2 separate regions of the Mus musculus genome follow, and region 1 is linked to region 2. The links are chromatin contacts, called in public Hi-C maps. All regions are on one chromosome and are shown on one strand. The core of a region is the stretch at or near the end of the contact, and the rest is flanking DNA. Distances in the headings are between cores, read along the strand shown.

Region 1 (4,832 bases), core at 397-2,896, 130 kb after region 2:
AGTCATCACAGTGTGCCTGAGGGGGATCATGGGAGCCCAGGTTTAGGTAATAGAGTCAGGACCTCCCAGAGACAAGAACATTTGAGCAGAGCCTTAAAACCTGAGGAGGAAGCTGGAGAGATGGCTCAGCAGTTAAGAGGACTGGCTGCTCTTCCAGAGGTCCTGAGTTCAATCCCCAGCACCCACATGGTGGCTCACAACCATCTATAACGCTACATCAAACGCCTTATTCTGCACCCTCTTCTGGCTTCTGTGAGCATTGCATGCGTATGGTACACAGACATGCAGACACAACTTAACCCATTTGCGTAACATAATAAAATAACTTTAAAAGATTTTGAGACAGGGTTTCTCTGGGTTGCCTTGGCAGACCTGTAACTTGCTCTATAGACTAGGCTGGCCTTGAACTCAGAGGTTCTCCTGCATATGCCTCCTGAGTGCTGGGGTTAAAGGTATACAAGCTCTCAAGTTTAGAAACATGTAAAAGCCTAGTGTAGACAGGTCAATTTTTTTATTATTAGCACCCACTAGCACCGCTCGTGGCCAAGGACAGCTGGTTCTTCTTCCTCAGATCATCCCTGTCTATCAAATCTGCCCCGAGAGCCTCTTGACCCCACCTCTCATTTATTAAGCTGAGCACAGGAGGCTCTGATCCTTTCTTGGCCCACGTACCTCCCAGGATCCCCTGTTCTCAGTGACCTACCCCCTCTGACCCCTCCAACTTTATTCCCACTGTGACCCCAGAGCACAAGAGAGAGCTCACAGTGCCTGCGCCTCTTGAAAGGTCTTTGAACATCAATCAACACACACACACACGTACACACACACACACACACACGTACACACACACACTCATACATCTTCTGTCACCACAGAAGTCCTGACGTGGTTGGTCACTGACTGTTCAACAGTTCCCTCCCATTCTTCAAAGACACGGAAAGATAAGTCACAAAGATTAATCAAAGCAAGACACTTTGCTGGCTTCCTGTGGTGTAATGAGAAGACCCATACCTTGCGGACAATGTTGTAACCACAGGCGAGGAGACACGGTCGGGCCAGCCAATCCACACCAGCCCCTTTTGGTCTCAGTAGTGAGGAGAGCTGATGTAAGGCTCAGACTCACCAGGTATGAGCCTGGTCCAGCCTCATACAGACTAGATACAGGGAACAGTGAACCTCATATGTCTGAGTGAGGTACCCTTGCCATCTGCCATGCCCAAGCATTGTGGCCCGAGGTCCTGAAAGGGGCTGCCCAAGAATGGAAATGAAACCCCAGCTCAGAGAGTCAAGGTCACAGTGCCACCTCCTCACTTCCCTATAGTAGTTTAACTGAAAGTCCGTCCGCCTTTGTCACCTTCTAGAAGCCCCAGACCAGCCTCCTGGACAGAGCTGGCGGTGGTCACATCCTTATTCCCATTTGCTTTGGCTTCTGTTTTCCCATGGCAGTAAAGCTGCCCTGGTTTGAGACCCTAGTAGCCTCTGGTTTGTCAAATCCATTGCTATGTGCCATCTTTCTCATGCCTGACTGAGAGGCTGGCCTCTCTCTTCTTCCAGAAACTTCCTTTTCCTGTCCTCAGAGAACAGGCTTGGCTCTCACTGACCTTCACACCCTGTTAGGTGCTGGCCGGCAGTCAGGGATCAAAGCAAAGGTCTAAGCCAGGTGTAGTTATAAGAGGGCAACAAAAAAGCCAATAATAAATGTCCCACACACTGTTAGCAGGTGCTTTGGAGAGAAGACAACAGCAGCCTAAGAGGCTAGGGGTTTCTGTCCGCTCTCCCGTGTGCACTGGGATCCAGGCTGCATCACAATGTTGCTTGGCCAGGAAAAGCCTCCTGGGGAACTTGAGGCTTGAACCAGGGCACTCAGTTGTGAAGAAGGAAGCGGGGTGAGCACTCCTCCCCGTGCGGAAGAACTCTGCTGACCGAGGCTCATGAACAGGCAGTCCACACCCAGCGGGATTGACTTTGGAAGTGGCTGTTCTGTAGTCTGAGCGTTCCTGTTGCTTTAGCTTGTAGTCCAGTTACAACAACCAAAAATGTCCACAAATTCCCCCCAGGGCACAAAAATGCACTCGATTCTACACTGGCCCAGAAGCAAGAGCCCACTTGAATATTCAAGGAACAGTAATGAAGGGGGCGTGGAATGAAACAGGGGTGGGATGAGTGGGAGGAGAGCAGTTAAGGAGGAAACCAGAGAGGTACCAGGCTTTGGGGTTTAAGGCTGTGGCGGGGACTGTAGCTTAGGGAGGACTTTGGATCTTGGTTGCGATCAAGTAGAGAGCTAGCACAGGCTCTGTAAGGAGGCCCGCAACCCAGAGATGGAAGTCAAGGGTCAGGCAGGCCCCCATTCCAACCTCAACAGAAACCTCCCATCCCCAGGGGAGCCTGCCAAGCAACCAGCTGCCTGTTTGCAAACCTTTCTTCAAAGACAAAAACAGCCCTGAAGGGGACAAATGGCTTTCGATTCACAACCTCCCTGCTGGGCCTTCATATTCATAACAAGATGATGAGTCTAACTGGGAATGGGCTGTTGCTTTAAAGGATAAATTAGTGAGACTCTTAACTCAATAATTAAAACTATGATGGCGCTTGGCCTGCAGGGATAATGTACCATTATTATAGTCGTTTGTTTCAATTAAATGCTTGCTGGTTTTACAATAGCAGCTGGGCACCTGTGCACTGGAGTAATAACTCTGAACAAGACATCTACATTTCAGGAGGAATTTGTCAGCCTGCAAAGGATCTCCTGCCAAGCATGAAAGTTTATTAGAAATACTTGCCAACGAGGCTTGCCAGCAAGGGGCAGGCACTGGGGGAGGCTTGCTATTGGCTCTCTCTTTTTCTGGCGCAAGGACTGTGTGTGTGTGTGTGTGTGTGTGTGTGTGTGTGTTCGAAAAAGGGGGCTAATTTTCAAACATTTGACTCCTTAAGACTATAGATATTTCAGAGAGCAGAATGCACGTGGGAAAGCTGATGTGGGTGACTTAAGACTTTGTGACATCCCATAGTAGTGATTCCAAGGATGACAGACTAAAAGGCTGACCTATCCCAATATATCAACATCAAAGCATGCTGGGTATCCGTGGGTATGTCACTTACACAGCACACGTGTCCTCAAAGATGTGGTTAAGCAAAGGAGACCTTGGCTGGCAGGGACCTGTGGGCAGTCAGACCCTCCTGGAAACAGACTCATCAAAGAGACACGACCTTTAGGCCCCACTCGGCTTTATATAAGCACGCATGAAAAGGGATGTAGCCATGGGATGGGGCAGCCATCAACAAAGGCAGTTCCTAGAGATGATTATGAGCCAGCTGTAAGAAGACAGCATGCCCCGCAACAGGGAAACAGGTTCAAGGTTCCGAAGTAGCCTTCTCCACAAGCCAAAGCATTCCCTACCAGGACCACCCACGTTCTCTTTCCAAGAGAAGCTGAAGCTTGAGGTCAGGGTTAGACCCCAGCAATGGCCAGGGCAAGGCTCAGCTCAGGGTTCATAGCAGTGTTTGCTCTGATGCTGGGCAGGAGGAGAGACTGAGGACTACAGCTAAGGACACAGGCCTGGGAGCTACCCAGACCTCGGTGTGAATCTTAGCACTAAATGACCTTGAACCGTGACTGTCGGTTCTATGCCTGCATTGCCACATCTGTAAAGCACAGCAGACTCTCCTTCCGGGACAGGGTGAGAATCCAGTGTGATGAGCAGGCTGCCACCTAGCGAGGAGGGACTGCCCAGTGAAGGGTACAAAGAAGTACCACTATTACTTTTATCAACAGCATTCAATTAATAAGGAGGTTGGTACTATATAGCCATGAGCTAAAGGCCCCAGGCCTTCTTATTGGCACACAGCCCCAGTCAGTCATTTGCCTGTTGTCTGTAGCTGCCTTTCTGCTCCAGCAGCTCAGTTAGGCAGTTACAACAGATCCCACTTGGTTTCCCGAAGCCCAAAATATTTAATATCTGACCATTCACAGGAACTTGCCAGCTCCTGGTAAAAACTCTTTTTTTTTTTTTGGCTGCCCCATCCCATGGCTACATCCCTTTTCATGCGTGCTTATATAAAGCCGAGTGGGGCTACATGCAATGACTCTTTGTGAAGCACCAGCTCTGGGCCGGGCTTCATACTATTATGTATCTCATGAGAGAAGTCTCCCTCCTGGCTACTCTCCCCAACTCCCAGAGCCTTGTTCAAACTCAACATGAGCACGATCTTAGGAGAGGAAGAGGGAAACTTCTGCATGGGATACTTGTATAATTTGCTCTGTAGAACATTGCCTCTTTGGGATACTCAGAGCTCCCTGCCCCTAAGGGCAGGCTCGGTGTCGCCCCATTTCCCTGTCAGAGCTGCTGGGGTTTATATGGGCACCGTCAGAGGATGCCAGGCAACAGACAGGTGGCATTCTGACTCATCGCTTTCCTAGTGGGATTCTAACACAGTCACGTGAGCACAGGCTCCACCACCCCAAGTTTCAATGGCTTCCGAGCAAGTTGGGAAGAGTACGCGTGTCCATCAGAGAGTTATTCACAAGCTCCCAACATAGCCCTCTGTGCATAGCTCCTGCACATAGATGGTGCACACATGCCCATACATGCACAATGGGACCACAAACATAAGTGAGTGCTCGCTACTATAATGCTAATCATGGCATAGCACCGATGGTGACCACTCTCTAGACAAAGGTGCTAATGCCTGTTGCTGCCAGAGACTGTCAAGGGATTATAAAATAAAATGCTGGCCAGTGGCTTCTCGCCCCATATTGGTTTCTGCTGTGGCTCAGAGTTGAAGGAACTTTAGAACCCACTTGCACCCAGGAAAGGGCTTACATGACAGAATTT
Region 2 (4,648 bases), core at 599-3,098:
CTGCCTACTGTGGTCTGTACCTGGGTAGAGCAGGCTTGGCTAGCTGCTGCCGAAAGAGCAGCTGCTGATAGGCCGTGGTGGTGGTGAGCAGGCAGTTAAAATGCCGGAGGTGGTTAGAGAATTCCAGACAGACTTATATATTAAACAAAACAAACCAAAAGCAAAAGCAAAAGCAAAACTAAAAACACCCAACTGTCTTAGTTACTTTTCTATTGCTGCGATAAATCACCAGGACCAAGAAAACTAACTTATAAATCAAAGTGTTTCATTTTGAGTTTACAGTTTCAGAGAGTTAGAGACCAAGACTATCATGGGGAAGAAGGCAGTACTCAGGCATGGTGCTGGAGCAGTAGCTGAGAGCTCACATTTTTGATCTACAAACATGAAGCAAGTCTCTCTCTCACTCTCTCTCTCTCTCTCTCTCTCTCTCTCTCTCTCTCTCTCTCTCCCTCCCTCCCTCCCTCCCTCCCTCCTTCCCTTCCTCCCTCTCTCTCTCTCTCCCCCTCCCTCCCTCCCTCTCCCTCCCTCTCCCTCCCTCTCCCTCCCTCCTAACCTGGGAATGGTGATGTCTTTTGAAACTTCAAAGTCGCCCCCAGAGATAACACCTCCTCCAACAAGGCCACTCCTCCTAGTCCTTTCCAAAACAACCTATGGGGGCCATTCTCGAGATTCTCATTCAAACCACCTAGGCAACCCCATAGATCAACAGTAGGAGACAGCTGAAGAATCCCAGAGAGCAAAGAAGACAGTACAAAGACAGGATAATGTTTGCAAACCTTGGTCACTGGCAGATTTCAGAGAGCCACCAAGGGCTAAAGCATTGTGGGTCCTGACATCAACACTCAGAAGCCCTAAGAGGAGCTGTGAGTGCTGGCATTCTGTGACCAGAAGAATAAGTTCCTGCCTGAGCAGGAAGCCACAGGCTGGGGGTCCTGGAGCTACTACCAGTCTCCAGGTCTGAAGGCTCACAGCCTGGATCCCCAGGGTTTGGAAGCTCAGCTCAGCAGTCTTTGGAACTCGGGGCCACCAACCCGAAGGGACTTTCTCTGTGCTTACCAGTGATTCCTTTCTGGGCAGAGTGAAAAGAACCTGCAGCTAGCTAGCTGTGGCAAAAAGAAAAACTCCAGTGTGGAAATCTCTAGGGCAAAAGCCTGCTGTTTATTGACGCAGGATGCTTACCACATCCAGAACTTTATAATCTCGGCAGCTCTATTAAAAACATACAACGAAATGTGAAATGGATTTTAGCACCACATTCTATTTATTGCAACACACTTAAAATATCCTCATTTCAGCATGCAATCCGAGTAGAAATTTATTAATGAGATCTTTTCTGCTCTTGTCTTTTGGTAGTGTCTGAGACGACTCCTGTATATTTTACCCCGATGCTGCCCACAGTCGGAGTGTTTAAAAATGAGTGGTTGTCACCTTTGACAGCACTGCTCTGTGGTCTGAACCTGGGTTCCACTAAGACCCAGTGACATGATCTGGGGAGTGAGTCCCGCTGACAACGCTTGTCCCCTCCCTCATCACGTAGGCGTGGGAGATGTGCAGGTTCTGGTTCCACTCTGCAGAGTGGCCCCAGCCGGTCTCCCGGAAGAGATCCTGCCCTTTCACTCAGGCAGGGATGGCTGCACAGCTTCTAACCTGGTCTAGGAGTGTCAGTGAGCGTCACTAGGTTCCTGGTAGGGAGAGCTGGCAGCCTGTCCCTTTTCTTCCATCTCACAGAGTTGTCTGAAATCACTCAGAAGCCAGGGCAGGCTGAGATGGGGTAGCATCGTGCTTCCCTAGGGAATGCAGGAGAGGCAGACACCGTAATGGGGTCAGTGAATTCATTCTGCCTGATTCTGGCATCAGTTGCTGAGGTCAGAGTTCACTGGCAGTGGGCAGATGACTCAGATCCTACCCTCTTCCAGCTATGACAGCGTCTGCTAATCAGCTGCCACTATCTTCTCTTCAAGGCTAATGATGAGGTAATGAGTCTGCTAGAAAAGTGGGTCAGAGGCCCATTAACTCTTGCTCACCTGTGGCTGCAAGCCTGCTTCACCAGATGGCTTCCAGTACAGCGGAGAGCTGGAAGGTGGGACCCTTTGAGAAATGGGTTGGAAGACCCAGCCTTGCAACTCTGAGAATTTAGGGTATAGAGGTGAAACTGGAGCGCCCCCTCCAACTTCCTGGACGTTTGTCTCTTACTCTGGCCCTTGGGTAGGCGGCCAGGTGTCAGCCATATAGTTAGTACACTAGATATGACTTCATTTAATCTTCTGGACATCCCCATGGTGGAGGCTGTGCTGTGACTGCCCCATTTTACAGATAAGGACACTGAGGCTGGGCAAGGAGAAGGAGCCCACTCCGAGGGCGTCTAATGTTTGCACCGTGCAGACCGTAGCCCTTTTGTAAAGGTGGTTACACTTCTCCCTTCCAGATTTTATCTGCATGGTTAAGGGGTCAGAGTGAGGGGGTCAGAAGTAAGGTCATTTAAACCTTTGTACATCCTGTTACATAGTCACTTCTCTGATGGTGGCAAACCCCTTTCTCTCTCCTCATAGACACACAGCTGGGGTCCAGGGGTACTCCAAGGAGTAGGGTGAGCAGGAGGCATCCGCATGCTTAGGAGAAACTGAGGTGTTTTGTGTAAGAATTCTGTGGGTGAAGACATAACATAAAAACAGGCAGCTGAGTGACAGTGGCATTCTTTCTCATGCTACCTAGCTGTGCTCCTATTCTGTTCCCCTGGCCTCACAGCATCTGTAGACAGGAGGGGACATTCAGGTGAGACCAGCCAGTGGCTCCTTAAGTTGTTCACCTTGACCCCGTCTTGTAACATCATACCCATTTTATGGATAGGGGAACTAAAACTCTGGGCTCTGCTGGCATCACCTGAAACCGCACAGAGGTGGATGGAGACCTAGAGATCCATTATCTTGGAGGTCTCCTGAGGAGTGTAATGCAGGCAGGCAGGCTGTGTGTTCACAGGAAAACAACCTGGCCAATGAGATGGGGGATTCTGGGATGCTGCTAACTGATTCCCTGGCTCCCTGACCATCAGGCCAGTCAGGGCATCTGTGAAACGTACATTGGTCAGAGGCTGCAAAAGCAAATGCCTACAAGGGACCCAGAAGACAAAATACAGACATGGCCTATTGATAGAGAAGACATATTGCGAGCAGCAGGGCCTGGACCCTGGAGAGAGGTTGTCCTGGCTAAGGGTCGGTCTGTGCCAGGTGTGTTGGTTACATATTGTGTCGCCATGGTTACATACACATCATCGTGAGCACAGCATCTGACACCTAACTTGAGGCAGGAAATGTTTATTTTGGCTCCTGTTTTCAGAGGGTTCAGTTCATCCTGACAGGGAAAGTATGGTGGGGAAGCTCACTGCACGGGAGCAGGAGTGTGTGCAGGAGCTGGGGAGGGATAAGAGATGGGTGGATGAAGAGAGAAGGAAGAGGAGAAGGAGAAAGGAGAAGAGGGGAGGGGAAGAGGGAAAAGAAAAAAAGGAGAGAGAAATCCAGAGAAAGAGACAGGTTTGCATGGGTGCACACACAAAGGGAGAAGGATAGGGAGAGGGAAAGGGAGACAGACAGAGACACAGACAGAAACAGAGACAGCGGAAGCTGAATACCACCTTCCAAGGGCCACCAGCCAAGGCCTGCCTCTAAAGTCCCTACAGCCTCCCTAGCTAGTGCCACCAGATGTAGATACACCATGTGGGGACCATCTCAGATCTAAGCCCAGCATTAGAGCTGGATCCCGGGAGCAGAGGCAGACTCAGCATCGCTGGTGGCTCTTGGGAGCAAGTGGAAGTGCAGATTTTCATGAAGGAGGTGTTGGGTTGTAGAGTTGGGGGTGAGGGAGGTTTTGAGGTCTCCTGGGAGCCCTGATCTTTTGCACCCTTCAAGGCCAGAGATTCCTTTCTGAGTGCAGGATGGTTTCTCCGAGCAAATCTGTTCAATCATCTTTCTTTATTATAATTTATAGCATTGTGCGATGTGTATGTGTGAGTGTGGGCACATGTGTACCACATGGGTGTGGAGGTCACAGAACAACTTGTGAGAGTCAGTTCTGTCCTTCCGCTTTGGTACACAGACTTACATGCAGACAAAACAAACAAACAAACATAAAGCAAATGAACAAACAAATACAAGTTAAAACAATCTGGGCTGAGTGGCTTCTACCTATAGTATCTGTATCCCGACGCCTGGAAGACAGAGACCAGAGGGTCCCGGGGCTTGCTGGCCAGTCAGCCTAGCCTAATCATCGAGCTCCATGTTCAATAAGAGACTCTGCCTTAAGAGATAAGGTGAAGAGTGACTGAGGAAGGAGAAAACCGTTATTCAAACTTACACAAACACACATACACACATGACCATATACATACATGTGTACTCACACGTGTATATGCACACATGCATGCCTATGCACATGTGCACACACATGCACACATGTGCGCACACACACACACATACAGATATTAAAAGCGGTCTGATTGAGTAATTGATGCTCTTGTTTATTAGCATACTAAAAAGCTTACAACAGGCCAGGATCAGGCCTGATTCATCTCAGAATTCGGAGGCAGCGATGAGTGTTCACAATCTTTTGAGGAGCAGCAGTGACTGTTCAGTTTCTTGCAGAGAAGAAATCTAGG

Evidence for each region. Hi-C and Micro-C count contacts between places; a contact is called where the count stands out from the background.
Region 1: a contact with region 2 is called in a Hi-C map of liver, with 2.0 times the contacts expected there. The contact joins two enhancer-like sites. A contact is called at or near these places in 3 of 484 Hi-C or Micro-C datasets (bone marrow-derived macrophages, liver and nephron progenitors) and 6 of 115 datasets of contacts at active chromatin or transcription factors (CD4 T cells, bone marrow-derived dendritic cells, bone marrow-derived macrophages and 3 more).

The regions. Positions count from the first base shown.
Region 1 is chr2:163,298,150-163,302,981 of GRCm38.p6, forward strand. The region is part of intron 3 of Tox2 (TOX high mobility group box family member 2); the gene reads left to right. Among named protein-coding and RNA genes, the nearest start is that of Gm35750, 56 kb to the right of the region's middle. Within about 2 kb of position 1,647, at least 20 of the 459 cell types and tissues checked have an H3K27ac peak or open chromatin away from gene starts, as enhancers often do. A contact at or near this core is called in liver, where this site is marked.
Region 2 is chr2:163,164,698-163,169,345 of GRCm38.p6, forward strand. No RefSeq gene overlaps it. Among named protein-coding and RNA genes, the nearest start is that of Tox2, 36 kb to the right of the region's middle. Within about 2 kb of position 1,849, at least 28 of the 459 cell types and tissues checked have an H3K27ac peak or open chromatin away from gene starts, as enhancers often do. A contact at or near this core is called in liver, where this site is marked.